2 separate regions of the Gossypium hirsutum genome follow, and region 1 is linked to region 2. The links are chromatin contacts, called in public Hi-C maps. All regions are on one chromosome and are shown on one strand. Each heading gives the region's core, a stretch centred on a gene start, on an enhancer-like site or on the middle of the called end of the contact. The rest is flanking DNA. Distances are from core to core; before and after follow the strand shown.

What was found. A called contact is a pair of places that touch in the nucleus more often than the background predicts.
Region 1: a Hi-C map of leaf shows a contact between it and region 2, with 2.3 times the contacts expected there. The contact joins the promoter of LOC107891855 here to the enhancer-like site in region 2. A contact is called at or near these places in 3 of 34 Hi-C or Micro-C datasets (hypocotyl, leaf and petal).

Annotation. Positions count from the first base shown.
Region 1 is chrA09:56,581,213-56,588,597 of Gossypium_hirsutum_v2.1, forward strand. It overlaps LOC107891855, which reads right to left and starts at 2,541. Exons shown (of 7, transcript XM_016816777.2): 1 at 2,008-2,541; 2 at 1,718-1,915; 3 at 370-642. The coding sequence starts at 2,304.
Region 2 is chrA09:56,451,410-56,458,799 of Gossypium_hirsutum_v2.1, forward strand. No RefSeq gene overlaps it. Among protein-coding and RNA genes, the nearest start is that of LOC107891857, 31 kb to the right of the region's middle. Within about 2 kb of position 2,457, at least 7 of the 9 cell types and tissues checked have an H3K27ac peak or open chromatin away from gene starts, as enhancers often do. A contact at or near this core is called in leaf, where this site is marked.

The DNA.
Region 1 (7,385 bases), core at 1,291-3,790, 130 kb after region 2:
TGTTGAAAAGAAACATTAGATACCCAGTTTGTATATCTAAGCTAGCAAATTTTATCCAATAATTATATCACAAAAGCATATAACTTCAACAGCAAGATATACATCATCTAGCAAAATATACAGATCATACTGAAAGTAACTAAGCATTAAGCAAAATATACATCATCTAGTTAAAAATACGGGTCATACTGGAAGGGATTATAATAACAGGAAAAACAAGGTAAAACAATGTTGTTTATGTTGAATCCATCAGAAAAATCTACATCTAAGTAGCTTTGAAAATAGGGATTAGTAATACATAACAAAGGAAGCACACAAATATTTGTATGTTCACTGTATTAGTGAGAAAACAAAACAGTTAACAATTACCTTAACTTGATAGTCAGGATATTCACTGAGAGCCTTGAGCAAGCAAGGAGCAGCAAGCTTTGCAATCCAACGAGCTGCAGCAACCATTCCACAGTGTGCATATCCTAAAACAAGGTTGCTAATTCCACCATCATGTAAAACTGAATGGTGGAAAGGCACCACCGCACCAGTCGCTGCTGTTAGTGTATCTTTAATGCTATGAGTGCCACGAATCAATAGGAGGAAGCACTTTGAGTCCTTATCACATATAATTGTGAAAGCTGGCTTCATAAGCTGCAAAATTTATTCTAAAAGTAAATCAATATCCTCACAGAAGAACTAGAACCGCTTTATTACACACCCAAAAACAGATGGAAAGAAGACACACTACAAAACTATCCTCAGTAACATAATTTACTTCATTAAAATGAATAAGTCAATGAAAAGTTCGAAGTCCTGTTAAACCCCAAATGGAAATGGCAAAAGAACCCAGCTGGTCAAAAATCTCTAAAGCTAACTTTTTTTTGTGACCATACTCTAAAGTTAACTTGACTATGGCAAAAGTTAATGCATTTCCACCTAGCCTAAGGAATGCAAGTGCCATGCAGATATGCTAGGCTTCACCAACTATAATGAAAGATACCTCCTTGGTTCTTAAAGCTTGAAGAAAATGGGTAATTTTTACACCTCTCTCTCATTCTTTTCCCCACAACTAAGCTTTATTGGATATTTTAACTTGGGCCTAAGCTAAAATATTTGACATCACAAAAGCACTACTAATATTCAAACTAGTAAGAAAGTAATTCAAATAATGATCAAAACTTCACATAGCCTACACCAAGGGTAATGAAAGATGCTACCTTGGTTCTTAATTTTCTTACTTTACATAAATTTTATGCAAATGGGTTAACTTTTATGCCCATACTCATTCTTTCCCTGCCAACTAAGCCTTGTTAGACATATTGCCTCGTGCTTAAGCTAAAATATTTGACAGAACAAGAACCCTCCTCATATTCAAACTAGTAAGAAAGTTATTCAATAATGATTTAGACTTCGCATGGCCTACAAAACTTCGAAGAAAGATGCAACCTTGGTTCTTAACTTGTTTTACATAAATTTGATGAAACTGGGTAATATGTAATTCGTTCCTGCCAAATAAGCCTTGCTGGACATATTACCTAGCGCATAAACTAAAAGATGCGTTCAGTTTCCTACTCAAAATCGCAAGAACCCTCATAGTATTCGAAAAGGAAAGAAAGCTATTGGACGCCTAATACTCCACATTGCTTGCTCAATCATCAAACAATAAGCTGTACTTTATACATAAAATTAAAAAAAATAAAGAAATGCTTTGAACAGGGAAACGTACCCCAGCTTTGGGTTTATGAAGAAGAACGTCTTCCTCTGAATAACCGGCAAAGTCTAAAAACACTGGAAATGGCTTCTTCGAGAAAAACATACAGAGAGTCAACAATCTTAAAAGCTTGTTTAACTCTTCTTTAATCTCTTGCCCCTTTAATTCCACACAATTGTTTCCCGCATATACACTAGCCACTTGCAAATTTCCCTAAAAAATAAAAAAAGGGGGTTTAGAACAAAATTTCTAATATTTACATCAAAGAACTAATTTGACTAAACAAGAGGTTGAATTAAACGAACCTGTCTCCGCATAAGATAATTAATGCCAAAAGCCAAATCGCCGATCGGCCATTTGCCCAGAGTTTCCGAGTAAGTGAATCTTAGAGTCTCCGATATCGTGGCGATGGCTTCGAGCCATGTTGCGGGCGCTTGAGCCGGTCTTCTTGCTATTCTCTTCTTCAACGATCTGCTCGATTTTAATAAATCTTCGCCTTCTTCTCCGCCATCGACGCCGTCTTTAGCCGCCGATTTCTTTAACCAGACGTAATAAAGTATCACCGCCGCCCCTGCCGCCGTGGCCATTGTCCCCGCTGCCATCGTCTCAGCTTTCCACCAGGTCTCTTATCAAATAAAGCATATGATATCGATCGTGAAATTTACAATTAACCGCCGCTGATTCCTCCTCCGCAATTTTTTTAATGAGATTTTTATTTATAATCTCAACAAAATTACCATTTTCTTACCTTTTTTATGGAAAGTTGCAGAGGAAGAAGGGAAAGAAAGACGATTGTGAAATGACTAAGAAGGACAAAAAAAAAAGTACAGCTGGACAACAAAGCTAATACTTAACTATCTTTCCAAAAATACATTTTTTTAAATAAATTATATAATAAATTTATAGAATGTTGGTTAAATTTTAAATATTTTTGAAATGATAAAGAATGAAAGACTAAAAATTATTATTACGTTATAAATTCCTTATGTATATTCTAAATTTTATATAAAATATAAAAAGGATAAAAATATTTTTAAAATAATATATATTTTTTTATATAAATATTAGATTTTTAGTAAATTCACAACTACATCAATAATCCGATTAATGAATAACATAAACTTAATAAGAATTTTAAACGATAATATTAATATCAAATTTTATATCATGTGTCCTTATAAATAAAGTAGGCATGATGAATTAATCATGACTTTGTATCGAGTTGGCAAGTAAAATAACAATGATGTAAACATCTCATAGATTGAAGTTATATTGCTTCACAAATCTAATTTGTAGTATTTTGAAGTAACAATAAAATAAATAATTTAATAACAGTCATGTTTTAAAAATATTGAGACTGACTGACACAAACCTCAAGCATTGTAAGCTTTTCACTTAAAATAATTAAATATTAATAGATTATGGCACATAAATGAAAAAAATATATAAAAATATATTTATTAAAAGTTTATGTAGAAATCAAATAAAAAATTTTTGATTAAAATAGTAAAATTGAATGCTTAAAAATATATGTATTGAATATTTAAAATTTTAATTAAAATAATAAAATATATTGTACTTTCAAAAATATATATATATATAAACAGTAAAACACATACATCAAAAATATCAAAAAAATCTCAACATGCATATGATTTTATATAAAAATATGTTAGAAAAATAAGACACGCTCATAATATATTATTTTGTAAAAAATAATTATTTTTCAATTGAGTTTGCGCTCAATTGGTTCATAACATAAAGTCAATCAATAATTTTTTTAGTAAGAAGAAGCTAAATACAATTAGCTGTAGTGAGCTTTAACCTTTACAGAGTTCACCAACACCCTTTTACAATAAACCTATAGAAATTTATTTGAGTGGACCTTTATAAATATACACCCTTTTACAATAATCCTATAGCAATTTATTTGAGTGGACCTTTATAAATATGTAATCCAAGTGAGTCATGTCCGTCAATCAATAATTATTTTTTTTATTCAATTAAGAGTTTAAATAATAATATAAATATAAATTATTAATATACAAATACATACATACACGTAATATTTTAAATACGAATCAAATAAATAGGATCAGATTTTCTTAAAAAGCTGAAAGAGGGTATTTTTGTCAGTTTAATAAAAATACGCGTCGAAGCGAAATAGATAAGAAAATGGGGAAGGCGCGCACGTTAGGCAATCCATTAGAGCAACTGAAATTACTCTGCTATTGAACCCCAAAAATGTATCTAATTAAAAATAAATAAAATATATTGAAACGGTGCGTTTGTTTGATTAACAAATTGGCTGGATCCAGCAAGAGGAGATTTATTATTGAGCGTGCCCAAGTGGGTCCATGAGTGGGATTAATGAAGATCCCAAGATAAACCCTAAATTTGTAGGGTCTGGGCTATGGGCACTAGACCTGTTAAGCCTGGTCAGCTCGGCCGGGGCTTTGTTTCAGCAAAGAATTTTTTATTCTAACGAGATTCGAATTTAAATTTAATTATGATATTTTTTTAAAAAAATAGGGAAATAGAATAGTTAGGCAGGTTAGGTTGAGTGCTAACCTAGATTTTTTTTTAAAATAGCTTAGTTTGTGAATACTTCTATCAAGTACTTATTAGAGTTATTTTTTATTATACTATTTTCTAACGTTACATGTAGTGGTTTTATGTGCTTAAAATTTTTTAATTAATTTTTAAATAATATAATTTTAATTATTTTTAATTTCTTATTCAAATTATTAACTATAATTAAAATTTATTTAATTATTTAATAATTCAAATATAATAAATATTAATTTTCAAATATCATATTAAAAATTGATATTTTATAGATAATTTTTTAAATAATATTAAAAATATTTCAATGTTATGAATACTATTAAGTGGATATTCAATTTTTCACCTTTCATCTTCATTAACTCTTTACCTTTCATCTCCTTGTAACCATTTTTCTATTTTTATATTAGAAAATAAGGAGTCTAATCTCCTTATATATATATATAAAGGAGCATACTACTTGTAACATGGATGAAATAAAAGAGAAATGCAATAGAAATCCCCTTATTCTCATCTATTATTCTTGTGTTCTTTACATTATTATTATTATTATTATTTTATATCATGTTATTAGCACAATTTTATTCAAGACTGATAGGTCCTTAGTTTACGTCAAAATTTTGTTGGGCTCCAAGTATTGAAATTTAACTATTTGGTTAAAAAATCATGAGTGGTTGCTCGAGATTTGCTTGGGGATTATCACTTTCTCTTCATTGCAAAGAATGCTCATAATCTCTACTTCTCATTCACAATAACCTAAGTCTAATAATTTTTTAAAAAAATTTGATTCAATTTCTTTAATTTCTATAATTATCTAAGTTCAATTTATATAATTATCTATTTGCACCTCTATGAATTTATAAATCCCTCCTCAAGTTTAATTGTTTCGCTTTCTATGTGGAGATATATATTTTTTTATTTTCTTTATAGAATTTATTGGTTTAGTTTTAATTTTGATAAAATTATATGATTGTTCTTATCTCTTCTTATCTATTGTAAATGTGTATTATATGCAATGATTGGTTTGGAGTTCAAATCTATACATGCTTGAGAACTATATAATGATATTAATCATGAATTTTTGCAAGAAAACATGTAAAAGATTCTTTAAAATTATGGATTAATTTTTGAAAGAAAATTATGATAATAAAAAAAATTCATTCAATCTACTTTATTCCCTAAGGTGAATATAGCATTACATAATCAATCTTAAAAAAGACAAATGTATAGTTGTGATTGTGAGCATGTTTTTTGATGGGCTAGTATAGGTATAATAATCACTACTATAGTGATTATAATAATTCTTTTCTAATGATTATTATTAAATAAATAAAAAAAGTGAGAACAATTAAAGTTTTCCAAATAGTCCTTCAAAGAGAATGAAAATATTTATGTGATACTCAAAGTTCACTTGACACATGCATATTGGTTGAATATTTTGCCAAGGTTTGATTAAAAAGAGAAGGGAACAATGTATAGATACATTTGATTTATCACAATGGTTTTGAAGTAAATTGGCAGACAATGATGACTTTATTGGATTTGTTAACGAATTATATTGTTTATTCATTCCTAGAAGTGAATGAAACTTCTTGTTGTTATTCGCAAATAGATAAGTGGAAGATAGATAGTCTAAAATGTTGCTAAATGTTTATTTCTGGAACAAAATTATCAATGGTTTATACTAATTAATCATTCTTTGGAGTAGATAATATCTTATGATCTTATTCGTAAAGAATATGAGAGAAGTTTACATTATTTTCCAAATTATTTCTTATACATTCCTTGAAGTGAATGTTTATAATAAATATAAAAAAAATTATGATCACTTTTGAACATTGAACTCAATTTGGATATTTAAAAATATAAACGTACTCTCTGAACTGAATATTGCATATACTTTTATAAAAAATATATATTTCTTTTATTGAAATAATGCCATTATAGGCCTCTCATTGGTTTAGACATTTCTAGAAGTAAATGTCATAATATTACTTATATGTGGATACTAGATAAAATGAATCACAATAAAATTATCAATTATCACAATTTATATTGACATTATAATTCTACTAGTTGTGAAAAAATATAATGCTAAACAAAAGGATGAATCTAATAAATATTATGATAAATATGAATGCATCGTGTACATGCCCGTAGTATGTCTAAAACATTTAATTTTTCAAAGTCTTACATATGTTTTAAAAAAAATACTCCATAATGCATGATAATAAAAGTTGAATTGAAATTATATTTAAGAGGTGGAGGTTAGAAAATTTAATTTTAAACCTCTATAGTTGTGACTTTAATATCTTATTATAACCTTATAATATTTTGTACTTTATTGTGTTATGGTATATAAAACAATTTATTTAATTGCATATTGTTTAGTGACATGAATTTATTCTTTACTATGTTTAACATATATTTTATTTATACTTATTCTTTATATAAAAATATATTTTTTATATAAATAAATAAAGGTTTTTTTTTAAGATTTGAAATTTTTATCATCTATGTTGAAAAGAATTGCAAAATTGCATATTATTTAAAATAAATTACACATTCACTAATGTTATATGATAAAGTAATATTTTATTACATGCTCCCGAATAGCTAATTAATATTGCATTAGATTGTAAAAGCTCTTGAAGAGCTAATTTTGCACCTCCTTGTGATGCAAAATTTTTTAAAACATAATATTATTTTTTAGATCAAGAAGATATATATTGTAACACCCTGATTTATTAAATCATATTTTTACGAATTTTATTATAAAATAAGTATCTGTTTCAATGGTTAAGTGATGTAGGTGTGTGCTTAAAGTCTTGGGTTCAAGTTTCACTTTTGGAAATGTTGCTATTTTTGTTCTTAGCTTTATTCTTAATTGCGGGACTTATATTATATTTTTGGTCAACTTATATTAGAATGAGTTTGTTAGTTCAGTGATAAGATATTTGCTTATTTTATGGTCTTGTGTTCAAGTCCTCGAGTGTGCGCTTGACAATAATTTTTGCTTCGGTGTGTATATGTCGTTTGTGTAATAGAAGTTGGATGGAATTGATATTCTGTGGTATTAGATTCTGTGGGATTCAGTTGTTAGTGGGGGTAGTGAGCA
Region 2 (7,390 bases), core at 1,207-3,706:
TGAGACCTCTCACACACACATAGAACATTTAGCCACTGAAGCAGATACTCAATTGTGTGTCATACATACACGAAATCAAAACTTTAAATTTTGGAGCGATACAAATTAACAAAAATAATATAGTATTTATTTTAAAAATTCCAAACCCTTCAACTATTACTCATTTTCGACCAATTAGCTTATGCGATGTGCTCTATAAGTTAAATCGGTAAGGTCATAGCAAATCATCTTTCGATAGTCATTGATAAATGTATAGATCTAGCACAGAATGCGTTTGTATCGAGGAGGTTAATCTAGGATAATGTGTTGTTGGCCTATGAAATCTTTCATACCTTGAAACAGAAGAAGATGGGAAAAAAAGGATTTATTGCAGTAAAATTGGATATGAGTAAAGCGTATGATAGAGTTGAATAACATTTTGTTGAATAAATTATGAAACGAATGAGTTTTGATCCAGGTTAGGTTGATTCTTTGATGAAGTGTGTATCTACAGTTTCTTATTCGGTGGTTTTTAATGGACATAGGTGATTATTTTCGTCCTACAAGGGGATTAAAACAGGGTGACCCTTTGAGTCTGTCCCTTTTCTTAATTTGTGGGGAAGGTTTTTCTAATCTTATGCGACTGGCTATGAGGGGAAACACACTTAAAGGGGTTAAGGCAAGTAGAAATGGTCCACAAGTTTCACATCTATTATTCGCAAATGATTGTATATTGTTTGGGGAGGCTACAGATATAGGTGCTCATTCACTAAAGCAGATTTTGCTTGACTATGATAATTGTTCTGATCAATGTGTAAACTATGACAAATCTACAATATTTTTTAGTATTAATACGCAAGAAGGGGACAAAACAACAATTTCCAAGGCCCTTAGAGTACTAAGTTCGAATAATCCGAAAAGGTACCTTGGTCTTCCTAATATAGTAGGAAGAAGAAAGATAATGTCATTTCCAATTTTGAAGGATATAATTAAACAATAGATTGATAGCTGGAGTGTAAGACATCTCTCCCAAGGTGGAAAAGAGGTATTTATAAAAGCTATTCTTCAAGTTATTCCAACCTATACCATGACATGTTTCTTACTCCTTAAATCTCTATGTGCTGAAACAGAAAGCATAATTGCAAAATTCTGGAGGCAGAAAAGTCGAGATAAAAAATGTATAAATTAGTGTACTTGGAAAGACTTATACTCTTTGAAAGAAGATGGTGGATTAGGATTTCGAAATCTCGATAAATTTAATATTGCGTTATTAGCCAAACAAGGGTGGCATCTTATTAATTTTCCCAATACTTTACTAAGCCGTATTTTAAAAGCAAAGTATTATCCAAATTCAGATTTTATCAATGCTCAATTAGGAAATTTACCTTCGCTTACCTGGAAGAGTGTTGGGCAGTAAAAGGAGTTTTGGAGAAAGGATTATGTTGGAGGGTAGGCACAAGAGATCGTATCTCTATTTAGGGCAATTTATAGACATCGGGAGCTGAAAAAGACAGATTGCAAAATAAGGCCAGCAATGAAAATATCAAGAAAGTATCAAATCTGATTGTTGGCACTAATAGAACTTGGAATACAGATTTAATTGTTAATACCTTTAATGTGGACATTGCAAAGAAGATTCTATAGATCCCTTTGGCAGAGACAGTTCATGAAGACTTCCAAGTGTCGAGAAGGGAACCGTCAAGAGAATTCTTAGTCAGGAGTGCTTATAAACTACTACAGGAGGCTAATTCGGGTCCTAGTGATAATTTTTTACAGGCCAAGACTAGAGATTTCTGTAGGAAATTATGGAATATACATCTCCCTTCAAAAATTAAATTAACAATAAACTACAGGAGGCTAATTTGGGTCCTAGTGATAATTTTTTATAGGCGGAGACTAGAGATTTCTGTAGGAAATTATGGAATATACATCTCCCTTCAAAAATTAAATTAACAATTTGGAGAATTTCTTGGAATTATATTACTACTTTAACTAATCTCAAGAATAAAAAATGGTAATAGCAGCTCTTTGTCCCAGATGTCACAACTCCGAAGAAGACAGTAACCAAATCTTCCGGTACTGTCCTACAACAACAGAAGTATGGTTGAACTTAAATATCTCTTGGGTTTTAATAATGATCTTTACAGTATATGGGAGTGGCTTACCTGAGCATTCAGTCGAGGAAATATAGAATAATGTCATCTCTTTTGTTGTGGATTATGGTCAATCTAGAAACATAGAAATCAACTAATTTATGAAAGGAAGAGTTCTACAGGCAGAGATATTTCGAAACAAGTTATCAATTATATATCGGAGTTGAATGGAGTGGAACAAAAAAAACTCCCCTTAAATGTTAACAAAGGTCACAAACAAACTGCAAGAAGCACAAGGGTGACTGTCTTTTTTGATGCGGCCTTTGACAAGAGATCTTTCAGATCTGCTTCTGGTCTGGCTGTACGAGATAAGGGGGGAGGGATCTTGGTATCAAAGACGGTGATCCACTCCGATATATCATCCCCGTTCGTGGTGGAGGCAGATGCAGGGTTACAAGAGATTCAATTAGGTATTACAATGGGTTTTAACAGTCTACAAATAATAGGGGACTCAAGAACAGTGATAAAGAAATGTCAATCTAAAGATCCGGACAAATCGATTATAGGAGCGCTCATTAGAGGCATTCAAAGCAAAAAAGTTTATTTTCAGGATATCAATTTTCATTTTATTCCTAAATCAGAAAATGAATATGCACATTTCCTTGCCAAAGATGTACTGAAGAAGGGAGTGGGACATTACCTGCAGGGGAGGATCCAGGCCATGCTCATCGCGAGAGGGAGAATCGGAGACCAAGAAAGCTAGATTGAGAGCAGCAGAGTTCAGATGAAAGAAGGTCTTCAAAGAAATTGATAGCAGAAGAGTAAAGTTTTTTTGGGGAATTGCTATCATTAAAACTGGAAAGGTGAAATGAAAAGACAAGGGATGGCGTCCAGCTGTAGTAATTGACTGGACAGAAATTAGGTTTCCTTTTTTATTATTTATTTGAATTTTTTTTTAGTTTATGGGTCATTTCTATATGGGATTGGGCCTAATTCTATTGTTTCTTTTAAGTTTTATTTGCCGTTTCTTTTTTGGGTTTTAAGCCATTATGGTGATAATCCTCATTTGTAATTTCTGATTTAGTTTAATATAAAGTCCAGTTGATTTTTCAAAAATATATATATTGATAAAGAAATATGAATAATAAATTTTTAGTAGGGACTAAATTGAATTTTAATAAAAATGATAGACTAAAGTGTAATTTGACCATGAAAGAGAAATGGTGAAGTAATTAATTATTTTATTTAAAAATAACATTGAAAATATATTAATATTTAAAGAAGAAAAATCAAGATATAGACTATATTGTACTTGGAAAGAGAGTAGAGGGACTTATATACATTGAGTGAAAAAGGATTAAATGCAATTATGATAGGGATAAATCTTAAAATTATACATGAACTTCGATTTAATGTGTAATTGTATATATGAACTTTAATTTAATGCAATTATACATGTGAAACTCTAATTGTGATTTAAATATATACCTAAAACTTTAATTTTGATTTAACCATGCACATTTAAAGAAATAAATACATCAATTTATTTTTATATTGGCTAAATATAGTTATTTATGTAAGCAATATAAAAACATAAAATAATGTTATATTAATAATTATGTTAATAATTTACAACAATTGGATCAAATCAAAATTTCATGTATAAAATTACACAAAATTAAAATTCATGTATACGATTGTACATTAAATCATAGTTCATGTATAGTTTTGGGATTTATCTTATTATAATAATATTTACATAAATAATGATTAAATTGGGACACATATATACTATGTCAACAAACGAAAAAAAAAGTGAAATTAATGGTTATTTTAACCTTATGGCTTAAATATGAGTAAAAATATTTTAAAGAGCAATTTGGTATTTTATCGTTAATGATTATGTTAAATATTTAATTAGAAAATATATTTTGGTAGAATGAATTTGTGCCATTAGATTAAAGTTTTAATTGATTTAATAATTAAATAAATGGACAAATAAATGAAGAAAATTTTAGAAAAATTGTGGGAATTCTTCCTTACTTGGTAGGCCTGTTCATTGGTCGGGTCACCTAGCCCGGTTCAAAGGCCCGCCCAAAATATGGGAAGGTTTGGACAAAAATATAAGTCCGAAAAATAGGCTTGAATAAAAAAAAGGCCCGTTGAGCCTCGGGTAAGGTATTTTTGGTCTAGGCCCGGCTTGAATTCACTAAAGGAAAAAAAATCTGTTTTTTATTTTTTTTAATGCTATTTTCTTGTTATTTTCTCCCTATTTTGCTATCATTCTACTATTATGTTGCTACTATTTTGTTGTTACTGTTTGGATATTGTATAAAACTTGTTTTATTGTTAATTTTGTTATTATTTTAGAAGCATTTCTTAATTTTGTTATTATTTTAGAGGCATTTGTTTGTTAAGTTGCATCTATCTTAGTGTTATATAAGTATACATATTTTTTAAAATCTATTTTCAATTTGTTGGAAAATATTTATTTTGATGTTTTTAGTATTTTTGATGTATTATATATATTTAAAAATTATATAAAAATCAATATAAAAAAACAATACAGGTCGGGTCGGGTTTGGGCAAAATTTTAGGCTCATTTTTCGGGTCGAGCCTAGTAAACGGGACTAAATTTTTAATTAGGTCTAGCTCGAACCCAGCCCAATCCGGCCCATGAATACATCCTGGGTATTGGCACGGGAAATAAAGAGAGGGAAGAGAGAACTTGACATAATTTCTGACCAAGTTTCATTATGAAAATCTAGAAACTTCATGAAAATAAAAGTAGCTTATGCATTTAAAAATAATTCAAGGATGATTTTTTATTTTTTATTTTTTGAAATGAAATATGGGAACTTGGAGATTGAAGAAGAAGTGAAGAGAGGATGTATATAGGTAAGTTAATAGCTATGAAAAATTAAGGTAAGTTGTATAATTTATTTTCCGTAAGTTTGAATAGGATATATATATATATATATGTGTGTAGATTAAGTGAATTTATATGAAATTGGTTTGTATATTTACATGAATTTAGTTGTATTATATGCATGCATGAAAGTGTTATGTTGAAAGGGTAATGAATGAATTATGAATAAGAAAGTGATGATTGAAAATGGAGATTTTGTAAGTTTAAATGATAAAAGTAAATTAATAAGTTTTTGGTGTAGTGATAAAGTATATTAGACTTTTAAGAAGAGAATGTGGCTTTAAACTTTGAAAATTATATTGTTGAGAGGACAATTTCGAACTCCGAACATAAACTGTAAAATGAATATGAAAGATAAAACAAAAAAAATGAAGAAGAAATACAATATTATTGATTTTAACAATTGGAAAAGTGGGGAAAACAATAAAGATGGTATGAAAATGTTATATTTTGTAAAAGTGTTCCTTGGTATTGTTAAAGTATGTCTAATTAAGAAAATGATTGAGTTCAAGAAATAGATATTAAGTTATGATAAATTCTAGATAATCTTAGTTAAATATGTATTGAAGTACTTATGGTATGGATATGAATTGAATTATGTGGGAAAGGTGTAAAGTGAAGGAGTAAAGTATTTAATTTAACTAAAATAGAAAAAAAAGTACTAAATTCTAAAAATAGGAAAGTTTATATTTTAGGGAATAAATAGTACTAAATGTAAAAAAATGTAAAAGTTGAATTTCATGGATTGATTTGTAAAAACTATGGAATTTAAAGTATAAGGATTGTTTTGTAAAAATTGGAAAATTAGTATAGAAGTGTTATTACATGTTTTAAAGTATGATGAGAGAATGGTGTTGACTCAAATTTGCAAGCTAAAAACCTGGATGAAATCAAGGCGCATTTCAACCCGGCCTTTGAAGGTCCAGTTGAGGTTGCAGTTTAGTTGACCGATAGTATTTTAGATCAGGGGAAGCATTCTGCTGTTATTTTTAAAAAAATTTCTAATTCTCCTAATCAGTCTAAAGGTCGTACTATTGAGTCTCTGAGCGCAGGTAGTGTAGGAACTCAGGACCGAAAATTTAATGGGAAATTTGGCGTTGCTAGAGGAGGACGTAAGAATAGTAATGTTCTAAGGGGACGAGTGAGTCGCTTTAAAGCTTCTGCCAATTCACGAGTTTCTTTAGCTAATTCTATGGAAGAGGTGGCGAAGCTTATTTCCTCTAATTTATCGAATAAGCTGGAACATGAGCTCTAGTTGAATCTGGCCCTAGTGGTTTGAATGATTCTTGATAGTAGTGGTACGTTTCTTTTTATATAATTTTATTATTTATGAATCTCTCGATTTTTTCTTGGAACTGTCAGGTTTTCGCCAATGCTAGATTTCCTCGCATTTTTCGTGAGTATAATATGGAACACAGACCAGATATCATTAGCCTGCTGGAGACTAGAGTTAGTCCAAAGCTGATAAAATTAACGCAAAGTTGGGTTTTCAATTTTCGTATCGTGTGGAAGCTGTTGGTTATGCTGGGGGAATTTGGATTGGTTGGAAAAATTTTGTTCGAGTTGAAGTTATACGAAATCACCCCCAATTTATCTTTACGCGGGTCTGGCCTAATTCTTCTTCAAACTTGATTTGGATTGCCTTTGTGTATGAGAGCCCAAATTGTCAAAAGCAAAAAGTTCTTTGGCAGGATCTAAGAGCTTATATTCCTAGTAGTCAAATTCCTTGGATGGTGATCAGAGACTTTAATGTTGTTCTTTCCCTTAATGAGAAAACAGGTGGTCTCTCGGATGGAAGGAGATGTCCTTACTTTGGTGATTTTGTGGATTTGGCTAATCTTCATGATTTGGGGTTTAGGGGACCTCCTTTTACTTGGCACAGGGGTAATCTGTTTGAAAGATTGGATCGAGCTTTGGGAAATGTGGCTTGGGTTAATTATTTTCCAAATAATCTAATTACTCATCTTCCGAGGATTAAGTCCGATCACAGACCTCTTATCTTAAAACTAAACCAGATTCTTGCTTTGCCTAGGGGAAGACCGTTCCGATTTTTAGCAGGATGGGCCGAGCACCCTGATTTTGATAATTTCGTGAAAGATCAATGGGACTTTCAAGGGAACATGTCGGCTTCTTTAGATAAGATTACTGTAAATCTTAAAGATTGGAATAAGAACACCTACGTTCATATTACTACCCGTAAGAGAAACCTGATCCATAAGTTGTCGACCATACAAAAGAAAATGGATCTATTAGGTACTAATCATTTGGCTCCCGTTGAAATGGCTAAATTAGAAATTGTGTTACATCATAAGGAACTTCTCTGGAAGCAAAATGCTAGATGTGATTGTTTACATTTGAGGGATAGGAATACTAAGTTTTTTCATGCTCG